Regions from separate parts of the Mus musculus genome. Here region 2 is linked to region 1. A link is a contact called in public HiChIP or PLAC-seq data. All regions are on one chromosome and are shown on one strand. The core of a region is the stretch at or near the end of the contact, and the rest is flanking DNA. Distances in the headings are between cores, read along the strand shown.

Region 1 (4,655 bases), core at 1,021-3,520:
TTTTAAGTCTGATTTTTCCCTCTTCCCATAGCCATTGACCACCTGCCTTTTTCTAGGGGTGAGGCCTTGTGAAATCTGCCCCATCTACACCAGCGAGTCACCTGGTAGTACTGGTAAGGGTATCTCTTTCAGGCAACCATACTATTGACAGTTCATGGGTAAACTTTCCCTGTCACCTCTAGGGGGCACTATCTAGCAGCACGTATCTGGTCCTCTGGCTCTTAAAATCTTTTTGTACTGGCTGACTGGCCAGGTGGTAGTGGCCTATGCCTTTAATGTCAGCATTCGGAAGGCAAAGGCAGGTGGATCTCTGTGCGTTTAAAGCCAGCCTGGTCTACAGAGTGAGTTCCAGGATATCCAAGACTGCACAGAGAAAGCCTGTCTTGTAAAACCAAAAACCAAAATAAACAACAACAACAAAATACAAAACACACCCCCACCCCGAAATCCTTCTGTAACTTCTTTGCAATTTTGAAAACACACTAAATGGACTCAATAGGTTGTATATGTATGCATATAAACACACACACACACACACACACACACACACATATATATATATGTAGCTATAATAATGAAAGAGGTCATGAATGTGGGGAGGAGGAGATAGATTTGGAAGGGGGAGAGGTGGGCAGGAGGATGCAGATGCAGTGCTCTTGTGTGACATTGTCCAGAAGGAATAAAGAAGTAAGCCTTGCGTTGCCTGCACTGTACAGTTTCTAGGAGAATTAACAAAGCGACACAAACTGGAAGTTACTAAGAGAGAGAGAGCCTGCAGCGACTCCTGTATTAACTTATCAGAGGCTCCCTCGGACCATATAGGACAAGGTTTCGGGGGGTGCCTTGGGAGGTGCTTACCTGCAGTTAGACTCTAGAAAGTAGACCACAAGGTCACCTCAAGGACCCAGGCTGACTTCTGGATTCAGAGGAAATATATTCTTGTTATCGCACCTTTAAAATTCAGAACACACTGTTGGAAGAACAACACAGACAGCGAGCTAGAAATACGATCGTTAGAACCACTATTTGCATACGTGTGGGTTATCCAAGATGCTGTGGGCTATTCCGAAACCCAAACTACAAGAAGTAAAGCTGGCACTTTTAATGGCATCCTGCTCTCACTCAGAACTGAATCTGGGCTTAGCCGATGAGCTAAGATCTCCTTCCCCGGGCTTGAAATTTGTGCCTGTTTTTTTTTTTGAATGAGTAAAGCGATCTTGAATGGCTTTTACCTTTGCCAATTTATATGCCTAGAGACTCTGAGACCAGTTTCTTTTGTGTTAGACTTTTCTTCGGGATTTAAAAAAACAACAACAGAAAAAGGCCCCAAATAAATGTCTTACAATTATGATCGGCTCAATCACATGTCGCCATGGAGACCTGCTTGGTTACAAACTCCTCATGTGTTGCTTCTAATCCTGCTCAAGTTTCAGCCACTCCAGGGCTATTCTGACTCTAATGAGGGATAATTCATCAATTTTTAAATAGCTTCAGTTTTTCCACAAGCTATAGTGATTCAAGGAGCGCCAGGCAAATACAGCAAAACAGGAGGGAGTGATATTCACAAGCGCGAGACACAAGTCTCAGAGAGTTGCATGCTTTTGTTTTATCCGGGATGGAAATTTGTCGTAACAGCTTGAGGCAAGAAACTCACTCACTTATTTATTTATTTATTTATTTATTTACTTGTTTATTTATTTATTTATTTATTTGGTAGAAAGAGTTCTCTTCAAGCTTAAGGTATTTACTGGGAAGCAGGCAAATTTTATGCTCATTGTTGGTAATTTGTTTGTTTGTTTTTTGTTTTGTTTTGTTTTCCTGAAGGGGAAAGCACAGAGAGTTTAGTGTTTGTCAAAAAGTCTCTGATAGGCTGGCTTTACATTTGAGGGAGAAAAACAGTAACCAAGGCCAGATCAAGTCAGATGAATTGAACAAAATATTTCAAGGAGAAAGTCTTTGTATGAAGTGAGGATAAACTGAGGCGGGGGCGGGGTGTGCCTTTGTGCCTTAAGCTTATGTCCACACTGGGTGTAAAGACGGAGACTCTCTTTCCTTAAGCTTCTCCACCAACCTGTGGGGTAGTTCTGGTTAGTTTTTTTGTTGATTTTGTTTCACTTTGCTTTTTTAATCAATTTGACACAAGCTAGCGTTATCTAGGAAAAGAAACCTCAATTGAGAAAACTCCTCGACCAGACTGCCTGTTACTGGGCAAGTCTGTAGTGTGTTTTCACGATTGGTGGTTGATGGGGGAGGGCCCAGCTCATTGTGAGCGCTGTCACCTCTAGGCTGGTGGCTCTTGCTTATAAGAAAACAGGCTGAACAAGCCCTAAAGAGCAAGCCAGTACTACTTCACCGCCTCTGCTTCAGGAACCTCTGGCTTCCTGCCTTGAGTCCCTGTCCTGATCTCCCGTAAACTGTATTTGGCTAAGACTGTTTTTTTTTTTTAATCTTAGTAAACAACTAAGAGAAAAGCCTTAAGCAGTAGGCGTTGACTTTATAATGTTAATTAGTGTTGAATAGGTAACTTTTTAGTTGAATTTTAAGTAGGGCGTTGGAACCCTGGCTAAGTTTGACTGAACAAATTTGAAATACACTTTATTAAGAATAACACTGAGTTGATATTCTTCTGCATTTTTGGATGACAGGCGGGAAACAGGGAGAAGGGGGTAAGGACTGGCTCTGTAGTATGAGGCCAATTGGCTTTTTTAGGGTGGGAGGCTGTGAAGGGCTTGCCCTTCTAACAGTACGGTCTCCAACCTCTCCTCAGCTGAAAGATAAGTGAACCCTTTTCTCCCCCAGTGCTTTTGGATGTTGTGTTTCTCACAGCAAGAGAAAGTAAACTGAGGAAGGAGCTCTTCAAGGCCAGGGAAAATCTCTTTCAAGTGTACCATATAGAGCTGGTGAGATGGCTCAGTGGGTAAGAGCACTGACTGCTCTTCCAAAGGTCATGAGTTCAAATCCCAGCAACCACATAGTGGCTCACAACCACCCGTAATGAGACTGACGCCCTCTTCTGGTGTGTCTGAAGTCAGCTACAGTGTACTTATAATAATAAATACATTTTTTAAAAAAGTGTATCATGTACTTTGGTCACATTCACTTATTGTATTCTCCTCTGTCTCTGTCTCCCCTTTCTCTCCCCAACCAGCCTGTTCCTTTTTCCAGTATTGAGGCAAAGGCTTTTATGTATTTATGGAAATAGTCTAGGCTTTACAAATTAGGCAAATTTGGCCTGTCTCACTTAATATCATGATCTCCAGTGGTGTCCATTTTCTAACAAATGACATAATTGTGTTCTTCTATAGTGACAGAATAGAATTCCATGGTTCACATAAAACACATTTTCTTTACCCATTTATCCACTGAGAAATGCTGTAATAGGCTGCAATAACTTGGCTGTTGTAAATGGTACTGTGTCTGTGAATACATTAGTATTTATTTTATTATTCTTTCCATTTTCACTATGTTCGATCATCTTCACATAAATAAGAGGTCTTAGGAATGAGTAAGGTTCCGTGTTCTCAGTCCAAACATCTGAAAGAAGCCATGACACAGCAAAAGAACTTTTGAAGTAAAATTAGACAACATTCACTCAATGCCTATTTGTAAATGTATTATCTGTGTGCTTACTATTAGATGTAAACATGCAGACTGTGTCTCCTTTTTTGAAGATTTATGTATGAGTGGTGTATGTGTGTGTGTGTGTGTGCACGCGTGTGTGTGCTCATGAGTGAGCATACACACCTACAGAGGACAGAAAAATGAATCAGATCCCCCTGGAGGTGGAGTTAAAGACACTTGCAAGCCACCTGACATGGTACTGGGAACTGAATGAGTCTTCTGTAAGATAAGTGCACATTCTAACCATTGAGCCATCTTTTCGGCCCTGTTTCCTCCTCCTCCCCTCACCCCCCAACTTCTCATCCTCCTCCATGTGTATAGGAATTTGCCTGCATGGATGTCTACGCACCATATGTATGCAGTGCCCAGATAGGCCAGTAAAGGGCAAAAGATTCCCCTGGAACTGGAATTATAAATTGTAGCTGTCACATAGGGGCTGGAAATCAAACCTTGGTATTCTGGAAGAACAATCAGTGTTCTTAACCATTGAGCCATCTCTCCAGCCCCAGGTTTCTTTTGATCAGGAGAAAGAGAGAGGTAAGAGAGAGAGAGAGAGAGACACATACAGAGAGAGAGAGAGAGAGAGAGAGTGCGTGTACGTGTGTGTGTGTACGTGTGCACGTGTGTGTGCATATGTGTGTGTGCATGTGTGTGTGTGTGTGCGTGTGTATGTGTGTATTAGTGTATTCTGTGATTCTTTCCATGTGGTTTAGATGCTCTGCCGTTTCCCTATGTCACTAGCATTCTGGCTACACCTCTCTCTTTTTAATTTCATTTTTAATAGTTTGCCTTATTGTGTTTGTGCCCACTGATTTCTTCTGCATGGCTGGGTGCTGTCCATCTCATCCAGTGGTCTACATTTTTTATCTTCATCTCTGGGTGTCCTACTTGGACCAGTGCCATTGCTACACTTCCCACTTTATTGTGATCATGGTTCCTGTAAGGACTTGAATGTGTGGTGACCGTTTATGATAATCACCCTTTCCTGCTAGTTCAGTCCTCTCTATCATGTGAGCAGTTTGTCTACCACCCCT
Region 2 (4,655 bases), core at 959-3,458, 350 kb after region 1:
CCCCTGGAGAAACTAGAATCTGTACTCCCTGACCGTGGCCACTCACGGTTGGTTCTAGAAAACTCTATTCCTTTCTCCCAGGGGGTGAGAAGAACACGTCTGCACTGGCCAGAGTGAACTAAAGAAGGTTTTGTGATAATAGCAAAGTCATGGACGTGTGCATATAGATGAAGGCGCCGCACAGAGCAGAGTATCGTGTTCACAGTGGGAGGGTAAGCTCTGGAAGACGCTCTCTCCAGAAGGACGCCTTCTATCACTGAGAGATGCCAGTAGGGACAGCCTTGCTCCCGGATGGGCCGCACCTATGCAGAATTCACAATGAACGCAGTGGAGAAGAGGTTGTACAAGGAGCCTTGAGACATCTCCCATCTAACGTTCCGGGCCTGCCTCTCAAGTCTGTTCGTAACTTCAGAAAGCTCTCAGGCCCCCAAACTCAACGGATCAACGTCAAAACAAATTAAACACAGGAGGCCTCTTGTAAACTATGCCTCTGCCCAGGATGAGCCTGGCTTTTCTTTCCATTATGTAAATTCCATTAACAAAAACTTCTAAAAGGAGAAGCCGTGGGGAGGATTATTAAAGATGAATGATGCTTTCAAAGGCAGGTCAAGGTCTAAATCCCTAAAGCAGGATCTTCTCCACTATGGCCCTCACGGAAGACTCCTAGGAACGTTCCCTTTGGGGGCTTCTCTGAGTTCCTGTTGACTTCAGTGATTAATGGCTTGCCCTTTGAAAAAAGCAACAAAATAAGAAAAACAATAAAACCTCACTACGGAGATAGAGTAGGATCCAGCTGAAGGAGCGCTGCCTCTAATGTAACTCGAACATAAGTAGGAACTAGCTAAGCTTGTCAGCAACTAGAGAGGAAAAGGCTGTACGTCTAATATAAGCTGAGATTAGGTTTGGTGAGAATATATTTCTGTTAATTTGTTGACTAAGATTGCTCCTAATTAGGTCCTGTTCCCAGGACTAAAGAAGGCATCCCTGGCTCACAGCGCATCCGGCTCATTCCCATATAAAAGAACATGCCTTTAGCAGGCCATTCCCAGGGAGCAGCAGGGTCCCAGCCATGGTCCTGTGCTGCTTTGTGTTTATCAGGGAAAGACCTAATTCTGACAGGCAGAGATGCAGGCAGGCAGGCAGGCAGGCGGTCCTGACCCTGGGTAAGAACTACCAGAAAAGAACAATACCGGTTCACTTCAAAAGTAATCGTGACAGTATCTTTGCTGTGTAAATCTTCTACTTGTTGGAACAGCCAGACTCGAAGTCTTTTGTCTCCGCTTAACAGTTTAAAGTCAGGACCTAAAAGAGACTCAAAGAGGATAGCCTGTGTGGAACATTGAGTATTTATAGAAACTGCTAACATTGTCTGTTCATGGCTACTTTCCCTAGGAGGTTAGGCAGAAACAGGCCAGCCTTATTAAAGAGCCATTTCCCTCATCCCCTGGCTGTTCGGAGTGATTCTCATGTGTGTGTGTGTGTGTGTGTGTGTGTGTGTGTGTGTGTGTGGTGGGGTGGGAGAGGGGGTTCTTAACCGACCATCCCCTGTGTGCTTCAGTAGCTGACACTCACGCACCATCTAACGTGTTACCGTGGAGCACATTGTTCATTGTCCCAAGGCACAGTTGGGCCTTGTGTTGTACAGGAGATAAGTTCGGGGCTTTGAGCCATCATTTGTGATTACACGAAGTTCAGAGTTGCCTGACTGGCATTTCTGGAATTGTTGAAGACGAGATTCTTAGGAAGAGTTTGAAAGCCTAAGCATTTTGAGGCAAAATTGCATAATGAGAGAGAGAGAAAAAAAGGACCCACCTATCCTTGCCTTTGTGATTTAAAAACAAACAAAAGACAACAAATAAAAACAAAAAATTGGGCTTGCTGAACATGAAGCCTGCAAGTCACCTGCAGTTTTTTATGGGAGTGACCAAGTTAAGAACAAACACTTCAAGAACAGTGCTATCCACCAAGCATGGTGCTTTCAAATTATCTAAGAATTTGAGAGAGGAGAGTCTCTGCTTTGTAAAGTGTATAATATAGCCTGCCTACGGCAAAGGATGTACTCTATAAATTTATAAAAACAACAGCTCATGAATAAACAATGGACTTAATGCAAGTGCCTCAGGCTAGAGAGTGGATTCCGAGCCAGCCCCACCCTACCCACTCCTCCGCACACTGCAGGAGCAGCCACTTCTGTGCAAAGTCCAGTGTCCTTCAGCTAGAACTTGAAGGGCATTGTGTTTCCCTGGCCTCCGAGGCAAGGGTGTGGTGAAATCTAGTGAGGAGGAGGAAGACACAGGCACTGTTGTCCTGAAGTAACAAAGCAGAACAATAACAGATGTGACTTCTGGGACCCTGCTTTAGTCCCACGGTCAGGTTTAATGGCAGTGTTGACAGGTAGCTGGCTGTCCCTGTGTGTTTAGAGCTCAAAGATACCTCAAGTCAGGGGGACTCAACTGGCTTCCAGGTCTAAGATTTCACAAAAACCGAGTCCTGACTTCTGCTCACTGCTTCCCAGAGCATTGGTCCCACATGCATTTTGAGCCACTGGGAAGGATACTGAAAGTGGAGGGGGCTGGGTCCTTACACAGAGAACTGCTTCCCTTGGTGGACAGCTGCTTCTAGTGCCTTCTCAGGGAAAAGAGAGAAAGGTGATAGGTTAGTTCTTTGCCGCTGGTGAAATGAGCCAATTCAAACCAGATTAGATTAGATCATATTAAAGGCAGGTTTATTGGGAATTGAGGCCAGAGGAGTTGCCATTGGGAGGGATGGGGGACAGAGAAAGAGAGAAAGGGTATGAGCATAGAGAGAAGAGAGAGAGAGGAAAGGAATAGAGACCAACATGTCTGGATTATTATATAGGGAGGAGCCTCTGGGGTGGAAAGTTCAGGGTTGGGGGCAGGGTGTACCAGGTAGGAACTGAGGAATGCTGGGAGAACCTGGAGGCCTAGTCTGCTTTGGTATGTAAGTTATGCACTTCAGTCTCTTGTTCCAGGTCCTGAAACCAAAGGAAGGAAGGAAGGAAGGAAGGAAGGAAGGAAGGAAGGAAGGAAGGAAGGGAGGGAGGGAGGGAGGGAGGGAGGGAGGGAGGGAGGGAGGATCCAAAAGATATCAGTACTCATCCAGGTGTTAGATTAGAGCTAGATTGCTCAGTGAAGTTTTCTAACTTATTCATTCACTTCAAAAAAAATTGTTCACTAGGCAATTTGAGGTGACATTTCTGCTATAACTTTTTTGTTTGTTTTATTTTCCTGAGTTGAGGATAGAACCTCATGGATACTCATGGGTACTCATGGGTGTCATGGGTACTAAGTGAAGACTCTACTAACAGGTCACATCTCAGCCCTCCATCTTTCTTAAGGTGTGCTAACAAGTTGATTCTAATTCATCTTCATACTGAGATGAAATGTGCTAGCCAGCAGATCCCCAAAGCCCTCACCAAAGAAATCAAGATGTCCCAAGACTCGATCCCATGACTTAGGATCCTATCTATGGCTTAAGTCACAGTGGCTGGGTGTCACAGGTGACCTAGAGTCTGTCAGACCAGCACCCAGCAAGTGGCTCAGGAGATGACTTTGTCAACTTCATGGTGATCTGGCAAGCTGTTTGTTAAATTAAATGTAACTATTATTGCAAATAAACTGATGCAAACTTATAGTTAATTAGATTTTACTGAAAGTCAATGTAACTACTCCAAATCCATCTCTTAAGTATTTTAATGCAGTCATGCTTGGCTTCAAGGCTGTTTACAACTATGTTAGCTGCATAATGGAATTTCTGTGTCTCAACATGGAGCACACCCTTCTCCTATCTTTTCTTGTAAAAAATGTATTGTATTGTATTGTATTGTATTGTATTGTATTGTATTGTATTGTATTGTATTGTATTGTACTGTATTGCTTTGTATTGCTTTGTATTGTAATGTATTGTATTGTACTGTATTGTATCGATTATGGGCCTGTGTGTGGGTTTGGCCACATGAGTGCAGTGCCCAGAGAGATCAGAGCTGGATTTACAGTCAGTTGTCAGCTGCCCTCCATTGGTACTGGGATCCAAACTAGGGTCCTCTGCAAGAGCTGCAAGGGCAGTGTGCATGCTCTTAATTACTAAGCCATATCCACAGCCCAGTGATTTAGCCCAGACTGACTTCAAAGTGGAAATCTCCTGGCCTCTACCCTACTGGCACGAGCTACTATAACCATCACTGTCCTTTTGTCTTTGCATTTGATGTTCTTAGTGAACAATATCAGCACTACAAGAGTCAGCTAAGGCTGTAAACCAAAGCTACTCCACCATCACCACCACCCAAAATCTGGTTGCCAAGACACTTACTAGCACACAGCTGTCCCCATTCTTCCTCCAGACAATCACAGCACGGGCTTTGTATTCTGCATTCTGGAGCCACGTCTCCACACTCAGATACTGAACTCCCTCCTGGTACCAGTTCCTACGTAGGATTCGTGTTTCCTTGTAGTCAACTCTACCCTCCCTCCTCTTCTCAGCTGCAGTGCTGCGATCTGTTTCGCTGTCTCCTTCCCCACCCCTCCATGATGGACTGATACCGCTGAAACTGTGAGAAAAATAAGTTCTCTCTTAAGCTCTACGGTCAGGTGTTTGGTCACTAGAAAGCAATCACTTCACCTAGGCTGACAAGACTT

What was found. HiChIP or PLAC-seq counts read pairs in DNA pulled down with a chosen protein or histone mark.
Region 2: an H3K27ac HiChIP or PLAC-seq map of extraembryonic endoderm stem cells shows a contact between it and region 1, with 6 times the contacts expected there. The contact joins two enhancer-like sites.

Annotation. Positions count from the first base shown.
Region 1 is chr1:88,445,416-88,450,070 of GRCm38.p6, forward strand. It overlaps Gm29538 (predicted gene 29538), which reads right to left. Exons shown (of 3, transcript NR_166084.1): 2 at 859-970. Among named protein-coding and RNA genes, the nearest start is that of Gm28888, 12 kb to the right of the region's middle. Within about 2 kb of position 2,271, at least 32 of the 459 cell types and tissues checked have an H3K27ac peak or open chromatin away from gene starts, as enhancers often do. A contact at or near this core is called in extraembryonic endoderm stem cells, where this site is marked.
Region 2 is chr1:88,798,438-88,803,092 of GRCm38.p6, forward strand. No RefSeq gene overlaps it. Among named protein-coding and RNA genes, the nearest start is that of Platr5, 46 kb to the left of the region's middle. Within about 2 kb of position 2,209, at least 28 of the 459 cell types and tissues checked have an H3K27ac peak or open chromatin away from gene starts, as enhancers often do. A contact at or near this core is called in extraembryonic endoderm stem cells, where this site is marked.